Regions from separate parts of the Rattus norvegicus genome. Here all the other regions are linked to region 1. A link is a contact called in public Hi-C data. All regions are on one chromosome and are shown on one strand. The core of a region is the stretch at or near the end of the contact, and the rest is flanking DNA. Distances in the headings are between cores, read along the strand shown.

Region 1 (2,945 bases), core at 315-2,814:
GAATCAGTCCTCCAGAGCAAGCATGTTTCTTTACTCAGTTGGTATGAGCTATGGCTGAAACGAAGGTCCCTCATTGTCATTTTGGAAACAGAGTCATCAAACTCTTATTTACTGGTCAATGAGTTTAGAGACAAAAAGGTACTTCAGGAACAGATAAGGACAACTTGGGGTGTCCCTGACACAGACACCCAGCTACACTATTGTCTCCATGCATCCTTCTCCACCTATACTGGCACATATGCTATCAATACAGCAAACAGTGTCAACGCCACCCACACGATATTAATGCCAGCAAACCCATTTCCATGTGTGGGTTTTAAATACCTAAGGTAAATGTTGAGTGTGTGCTCTATGTCATTTAATTTAATACTACTAAGATTGGTAACTAAATGTAACCTAAATGAAAATCCAAGCCCTGATGTTTTAAGGTAAAAGAGCAAGTGGATTTTGAGGGGAAAGGGGAGTGCTCCAGGTGAAAATCTCAGACACAACCTGTCTTCCAATTCAGCTCACAGTCCTCAGAGTTATGTCCCTCTTAAATTAGCAACAGAGACCTGCACGACAGAGACCCTTGATAAAGAAACCGTTAGGAAGATCCGGTCCCTCCTGGGTGGGGAGTTAAGGAGTACAAATCACTAGACCAAAGATGGTTGAGGCATTACCGACTCCCTTCTGTTTTAGAAGCACACAATTGTCGATGCTCAGAATGCAGATTCTTAACCGGTTAGTACCATGGAAGAGCCCTTTCAAAGGCAACTCAACTGATAAAGACAGATACATCCTCTGCTCCTCAACTAATGGCTGGTAGTTTCCTGAACCTTCTGAGAACTCTATGCAAACTGCCACTGAGCTTTGCTAAGAAAACAATCACACGTCCTCTTGAGTACTTACTCACTGAAATGTTTTCTTACTAAAGAGTATTTTGGTTTTAAACCATAGTATATTTTCTAACTGGCTCGTGCTATCAGTTCCAACCATAAGGTGAGTACACTTGCCCTATTACCAGAGAAATTTTAGGGATTTAGTGCAGAAATCCCGAGGTAGAAAAATTAGGACTTGATATTTTACACTGGTTTTTGCCCCCATCGGAAAGGAGAACATGGCACCAGAGAGTGAACCTTAAACAAACCATAAAGAGCTAAGCAGGGTTGTGGTAAAAGCATCACTTACTGTAGCTGTTCCTCATCTCCTGGGTCCCTTTCACTTTGCCTCGTTTGTCAATCCTCAGGTACCACTGGGTGCGACAGAACAGTCTCCTCACCCTTATATCCCCTCCTTCCATGTAGTCATAACTTCTCGTGTGTCGCTCGGGGCTAGAACAGTTCACGCTCGTGGCCGTCTGCTCTGGACTCATGTCATTGCAAGCTAAAGATATGGTGCCCACAAGACAGACGAGGTGGAAGCACGATCTGTAGAGCGGAGTCGGCAGGATCCGTGTCAGTATCCATTTGCGCATTATAGAGCAGTGCCCCGGGTGTCCATGAATAACATAATGAGAACTGGACCTTGAGTTGATCGCTACTCCTAGGTCATGGGCCTCCTCCTGTCTGTGAACTGGAGATTGATTTGAGAAAAGGTCCTCGCTCTTTCCAAACTGTTAACCTTATCTTTTAGCTTCTGATGCCAATAAGAGGATTCCTTCTTCAGGAGCACAGTTGATGGGTATATCCTTGTAGAAACCGGTCGGAACAAGGCCAGTTGCTGCCGTGCATTTGCTGCTTGACTTCTGTTCGCAATGAAAGATTAGGAATGGGGAGGGGGAGGAGAAAGGGAGATAAAAAAAGAAATGTATGTATAAATTTCAGTAGGTAAATAGTCTAACATCTCAGTGTGACCAAATGTCGAAAGCTCATTTAAAACAGCTTCCACAGAAGATGTCAACATCTTTGCCACTTTGCACGTAGAGTCAGAAGAGCTATGCATTAGTGGAGAGACATCACAAGAAAACGGCACCATTCATTCCAGTTGCTATCTTGTTAGGAAACACCGTGTACTTACAGCTATTGGGTTAAATCGAGTTTTACAGCCACTATCGACAAAGTTGAAACACTCTCCTTGGGATCCATGAGTATACGCTTTTACATTTGTGCTTAATAATTATTTTCTCTGAAACTGCCCAGATTTTTCAAGTTAAGTGTCAGGATTGCCCTGGAGAACTTCAAGCGTCTCTTTCCATACGTACTACAGCACAATTTCTGTAGATATTTACACAGCTAAAAAGCCACCCCTCCCTCAGTACTCTAACCATAGAGAGAGAAAATCTTTCAGAAAAGATTCAGCATTGTTTAAAAGACAAATAACAGTAACTTACTTGTTCTGTTTGGAACAGCTGGGTACACAAGAGTTCCGTGTCTGCTGTCTGCCTGGTGCAACTTGAGCCTCTACTGTAGCTACAAACTATTTCTCAGCTGAGAAGTCCTCCAGCAGAATCATAATTGTTTCCATAAATCAACAGGCAAAAGGATTTTCTCCGTGTGTGAGCGCGTGCGCTTGTGTGAGTGCGTGGACCCTTTTATTCAGAGATTTTCAATAAATACCTTTGCTGACCTCATTGGAAGCAATTAAAGCTTAACCAGTGAGCTGTTCGTTGTCTGAAACAGCAGGAATAGATGAAGGCTTGTGTACCGTTGAGTGGTCATAAGGGGGAGCTATGGACACGGCTTTGGTTTAAATCCACAAGTGGGCATCCGCTCTGTGGAAACAGACCTCTGATTCTCAAGCACTTACATAGAGAAAGGGAAGTGTTAGCCCTTTTAAGCACAGAAGCTGTACAGTCTGTGAAAAACATTTCCTAGAACATATAGAAGGGCTTTCAATAGTTAGATGGTCTTTACAATACACTGGGGAGGTAAGTTCATATTCCTTCATACTCAGAGTACTAGAGCAGCAGGCTCAGGGCTGAGAGTAGGTATTCCTAGGCAAGAACATACCTTTTCTCAGATAGT
Region 2 (2,700 bases), core at 148-2,647, 170 kb after region 1:
TGGTATACTTGTGTCCAAGATGGTACTATCCTTTCAATATGTATTTAAATTCAAAATTTCTCACGATAAAGTGTTGGTAGAAAAGGCTAATAGTAAAACTGTGTGATTATAAGTAAGGTGATATTATTGTTAGAAAACCTGTGACCAAAAAGATGTTTCTTTGAATGATTACTTCTTTAAGCTATGAGGAATTCCTTTTTGCATTATTTTCCTAAGAAACAATTAGACTAGAAGAAAGCCCAGCAATAGAGCATTTACCTAACACACACAAGGCCAAGTTCTTTCCCCAGCTCAACAAACAAACAAACAAACAACAACAAAGCAATGCTAATGATATTCACTACAAAATTATCTGAAGACTTATCTAACATTCTGAATGTACAGCTATAAATTGTGTTCACGGTGTGTTCAATATAAAAATAATACAATCATTGGGCTTAATATGTCTTCTGACAAGATTTTCAGAACCAAGCAATTCCTGACTTAAAAACAAAAGCAAGATTATCCCGTTCCCAAATGACTCAGAGGAAAAAAATGGTGGTAATGACATCAGGCACAACTCCAGAAGTCAATGGAGCACAGCCAAGCTGGGTCTGTAAGGATTCAACACGAAGGTGTGAATGTTAATGCTGAATTGTGCTTGACATCAACTGTATGAGATGAAGAAAAAGTTGGGTAGTTTTGTTTCGTTTGTTTGGAGTTGTTTGTTTGTTTGAACCTTTGGTGATTTGGGCATGTTTAACTCATCTGTATAGGTAACAATCGAGGCCAAAATTCTAAGATATATCAACTTTATAACTTTACAGTATTTGTGTACAGAATTTGGAGGCTTTCTCCAAAAGGGGTTGGGGGTTGCCTTATTTCCACATTTTTCTTCACTTTGAACTCTACTGGTTTTCTGCAACAATGCTTTAAAAAAAAAAAAAAACTATCAGCAACTGTTAATTCCATTTCATCCTAAAAGCAGTAAATGCACGTTTGTGATTCCTTAAATAACTGAACAATTGGTTAGTGCATACCTAAACTGGGATATCCACAGAACTGTTTTTGCTAACTACAAACATAACTTTACGTGACAATTGTGTTGCTGTAAATATACCCACCGCAAGGTGTAGAATAAAAACATATAGATAACAATGGCAGAGGCACGCTACCTGTCATATAGGTCGGGCATGTTTCATTAGAAAGAGACGGTTCCAGAGTCCCAGGCAAGGAAGGAGACAGTTCCCTCACCTAGGACGCTGGATACTGCTAGAAGGTTTCCGAAGCCCCTCAGATAGGAAGGACCCGCAGCGCCCGATTTCCCAGTTGCTACGCTTAGTTGCTAAGACACCAACTGTCGCGCAGGAAGAGCCGACTGTGCGCTCCCTTTGGGCGCCGTAGTAAATCGTCTCAGGGTCGAGCGCATTGGTTCCGGAATGAGCTCTCTCTTCTCCAGGAGAGACCGGAAGACTAGGAGAATCGGGAGTGACGCTTCTGGGCCGCGGAGCACTGTGGGAGGAGGCTGTCTCTAATTTCTCCTCTCCCCCTCCCCCCTCCGGCCAAGATGTCTGACATGGAGGATGATTTCATGTGCGATGATGAGGAGGACTACGACCTGGTGAGACGCAGGGAGCGGGCCGGGGCTGGAAGTAGGATGTGGCGGTGGTGCCGAGGCCGAGAGGCTGCAGCTTCTCCCCCGGGGGCGCGTTGGCCCGGTTCCACGCTGCAGGGTTCCCTCCTCGCCCGGCGTCGCGGGCCTGCGGGGCCTGGGAAGAGAGGGAGAGAGGCGGCGGGTCAGCCCAGGCCGCTGGGCCCTGGGATAGCGCAGGAGGCCGGCCGCGGCCGGTTCTCATCTTCTCTCTGCCCGCCGCCGAGCCGCCACTGCCCGGCGCTTAAGTCTGGGCCCTACCGGGCCCATATCTTCTTCACTCTGACCTCAGCCGGTGCCAGATGCTTGGAGAGTGAAAACTGAGGGGTGCGGGAGGCGGAGGGTCCGTCCTGCTCCCAGATCCTACTGCAAAACTCGGGAGTCTCCCCCAAAACAGCTTAAGAATCTCGCCCAGGGTCAGTTTGGGTCCCAGGTTAAGGCTCAGAGCAAGAATGGGGGGTGGGGAGTGGGGTAAAGTAGTTAAAACTGCTCGTCCTGTTCTCTAAAAAAAATGTCAAGCTGGGAAAAAGGATTTGCTTTTTGTTTGGTTGGGCCGGGGAGAGGTAAGAGTTAAGGGAATTAGAACCAATGATCTTTTTCCTTGATTTAAGAAATTTCCCAGCATCGTTGTTTGAATTGTCAATGGCATAAAAGTAAACTTGCCTAGTTTGGTGATTCCTTTTTAATTTAAGGTTTAATTTGTGAATGGATTTACAGGTCTTAAACTGGACCTCATGTTTTATGTTGATAGTCAAAAAACGCACACCTGTGTAAGAACTAAGAATAGATGATCTTGATTCCCCAAATTAGTGTCAGTTTTGTTTCCTAATTGGGAAGCATCTGTTCGGTCCTTAGGAAATTTCAGTGATACTGCATTTTGGTGAAGTTGTGGAGTACATGCTTTGAGAGCTCTGGTTCATCTTTTAGGTGTCATATTCTCAAAGAATTAGTATTTTGATTTTGAGTTACTGTGTAACTTCTTCATATAGGTGAATCTGTAAATCGTTTCCAATTTTTTTTAAAGGTTTTCATTTTACAGAAAGGCATGTTTTGCAAAAGGAAGAAGGAAG
Region 3 (2,743 bases), core at 135-2,634, 190 kb before region 1:
GGGGGTGTGTTGTTGTTGTTGTTGTTGTTGTTGTTGTTGTTGTTGTCTTATTTTGGTTTGGTTTGGTTTTGGTAAGCTGTATTACTACGTCACATAGACTTCCCATTCATAGTCTGTTGTTCAATGCTGAAGTTTGGTGGCCAATTCTGCTTTTACCCCTCTTCCTGAACATTCCTAGAAGCAAGAACTTAATGGGTTCCAATAATCCTTTGCTTTCATCGTCATTAGTAGGATACATACTTGCAGTTTGGAGTCTTTAATACACACACACACACACACACACACACACACACACACACACACACACACACACAAATGTCAGTAAAAATGACAGGCTCGTAATGGCCAGTTCATGGTCTCCCTGAAATACTGACTTTGTGATACATGGGTGAAGGTACTTTTATGGGAATTCTAGAATCTGAAGATTTGTAGTACCCAGAGAAAGCATGGGTACGAGAACAGCTACACTGAAATGGCTTAAACGGTGTTCCATCCCCCAAACCAGCAGAGATCAGCACTGGAACGGCAATGTCTTGGCAGCATCGGGTCAGGATTTTGACTTTTGGAGGATTTCTGTGGAACTAATTTAATTGTGCATCATTGGAGTGCTGAAGAAGAGGCATACAGATATAAGGGGGTACATAAGATAAAAAATAGTAGGGTAATACATGGTTCAGCATGTTGCTTCTCCATCAGGAGGGAGGGAAGGGATCAGAGCGTAGGCCTGTCATTCTGACTCTTTGGAGGCCCACACAAAGGGCTTTTATTTCTCTAGCTTGACATTAGCCAGTGATAGTAAACTGACTTAAATTAGAAGCATGATTATCACTGAGAACAAGGGAGAGCAAGAAAGTTTGCTATTCCATAATGAAAACCCCTGCAGAACCTCAAGAGACACAAGGGGGAGCAAGAGATTGAGAATCCATGAAAAAGAAACAGACCAACTTGAAAAATCAGCATGACAACCAAGACTTTGCAGCTCTTAACTACCAGCTTCAGGATGATAATCTCTTAGCTAGTCTCAAGGATGAGAGTCATCTCCTGCAGGAAGCCATTTTATCAGTAACTATTTTATCAGAAGTACAAACTCTAAGAAACGAGAGTTTTTAGAAAGAGAAACAGATATGGTAACTTGGCCTAAGAGAGAAACATATTAAATCCCCAGAAGCCAACCCCAAAGAAACAGATGTATATAATTACTGGACAAAGAGTTCACAAGAACTCCTTTTAAAAAAATCAATCAATCTATCTATCTATCTATCTATCTATCTATCTATCTATCTATCTATCTATCTATCTATCTGCCTGTCTGTCTGTCTGTCTGTCTGTCTGTCTAATGATTGATCGATCTATCTATCTCTGTATCAATGTTGATATATAGATATATTTATAGTTGTGTGTTTTTGTGCTAACCACTGCCTACCTAAAAGGCTGTTCTCTGACCAAGGATGACAGCAGCATTGATATAGCAGCATAATCATAAACATTAGATATTTTGGCCAATGTGTTCCACTTAACAAAACAATAGTAGTATGTCCCACCTAGAATATAGCACCTTTCCAGCTTCCCCACTCCCAGATTCATGACTTGATAAAATGTAATCCACTAAGTCCAGTTAGTGCTGGCCATCTGTGCATGGGTGGGGCTATTCACTGGGAATTCTACCAGTGACCACGTCATCCAAAGAGAATGATTCTTCCTCCCTTGGCAACTATCAATTGCCAATGTCTCCTTAGCAAGGGGTGGGGCCTGGAATCATGTCATCTGCAAATAGAGAAACTGTGTCTTCTTCCTTTCCTATTTGCATCCCCTTGATTTACTTCTCTTGTCTTATCGCTCTAGTGAAGACTCTCAGCACTGTCTTGAATAATAAGAGTGGAGACAGTGGACACAGGCCTTATGGATTATAAATACTTTTTGTTTTTCCTATTTAACATACTATAGGCTTGTTGTATAGTCTTTATTATGTTGAGATATGTTCTCTCTCTCTGTCTGTGTGTGTGTGTGTGTGTGTGTGTGTGTGTGTTTTAAGATATGTTCTTTCTATTCTGAGTTTCTTCAGGATTTTTAACTTGTTTTTGAGATTATAATTATACCATTTCCCTTTGTTTATTTTCCTCTCTATAGACTCTGCCATGTATCTAACCCCTGCTCTCATTCAAATTGATGGTATGTTTTCCTTTCTGTGTGAGTGTGTGTGTGTGTGTGTGTGTGTGTGTGTGTGTACACATTTATATGCAACCTGTTCATTCTCATTCTGCACAATGTTACTTGTATGTCTATGTTTTCAGAACTGATTGGTATTGGGTAACCAACTGATGTGTTATTCCTCATGAAAGACTTTCTCCTGCCCTCAACATTCCTTAGTTGCCTGTAGTTCTTTTCCAGGGCTGAGGCCTCTTGAGATTTACTCCTTCCACAGTAGCATGACTATTAGTGTCATCCTTGTTCAGATGACGTTTAGGCAGCCCTGTTGGTGAGACTTTACTTAGGTGGCTCCTCTGACATTTCTAGGTGATATACTCTCATACTAAACTTCCTTTTCCTTTGGCTCTCACAGTCTTTCCAGCCCTCTCTTCCACAGTGATCCTTGAGCCTTGGGTATTGTAGATATATCAGTTGGGAGTGGGTTCTGCAACTCTGCATTTTGACCAGTACATTTGTTTGTTTTACAATGGTCTCAGATTGCTGTAAAGGGAGAGAATGACACTTATCTGTGGGTATACGATAAATATTTAGAGTG

What was found. Hi-C and Micro-C count contacts between places; a contact is called where the count stands out from the background.
Region 2: a contact with region 1 is called in a Hi-C map of Schwann cells, with 7 times the contacts expected there. The contact joins the promoter of Cops2 here to the promoter of Fgf7 in region 1.
Region 3: a contact with region 1 is called in a Hi-C map of the A7r5 cell line, with 5 times the contacts expected there. The contact joins the enhancer-like site here to the promoter of Fgf7 in region 1. A contact is called at or near these places in 4 of 12 Hi-C or Micro-C datasets (the A7r5 cell line, the Rat2 cell line, Schwann cells and 1 more).

Annotation. Positions count from the first base shown.
Region 1 is chr3:133,734,246-133,737,190 of GRCr8, reverse strand. It overlaps Fgf7 (fibroblast growth factor 7), which reads right to left and starts at 1,564. Exons shown (of 3, transcript NM_022182.1): 1 at 1,171-1,564. The coding sequence starts at 1,456. The region is part of intron 11 of Fam227b (family with sequence similarity 227, member B); the gene reads left to right.
Region 2 is chr3:133,562,190-133,564,889 of GRCr8, reverse strand. It overlaps Cops2 (COP9 signalosome subunit 2), which reads left to right and starts at 1,397. Exons shown (of 13, transcript NM_153297.2): 1 at 1,397-1,600. The coding sequence starts at 1,547. It also overlaps a transcript of Galk2 not described here.
Region 3 is chr3:133,925,307-133,928,049 of GRCr8, reverse strand. No RefSeq gene overlaps it. Among named protein-coding and RNA genes, the nearest start is that of Dtwd1, 81 kb to the right of the region's middle. Within about 2 kb of position 1,384, at least 1 of the 93 cell types and tissues checked has an H3K27ac peak or open chromatin away from gene starts, as enhancers often do.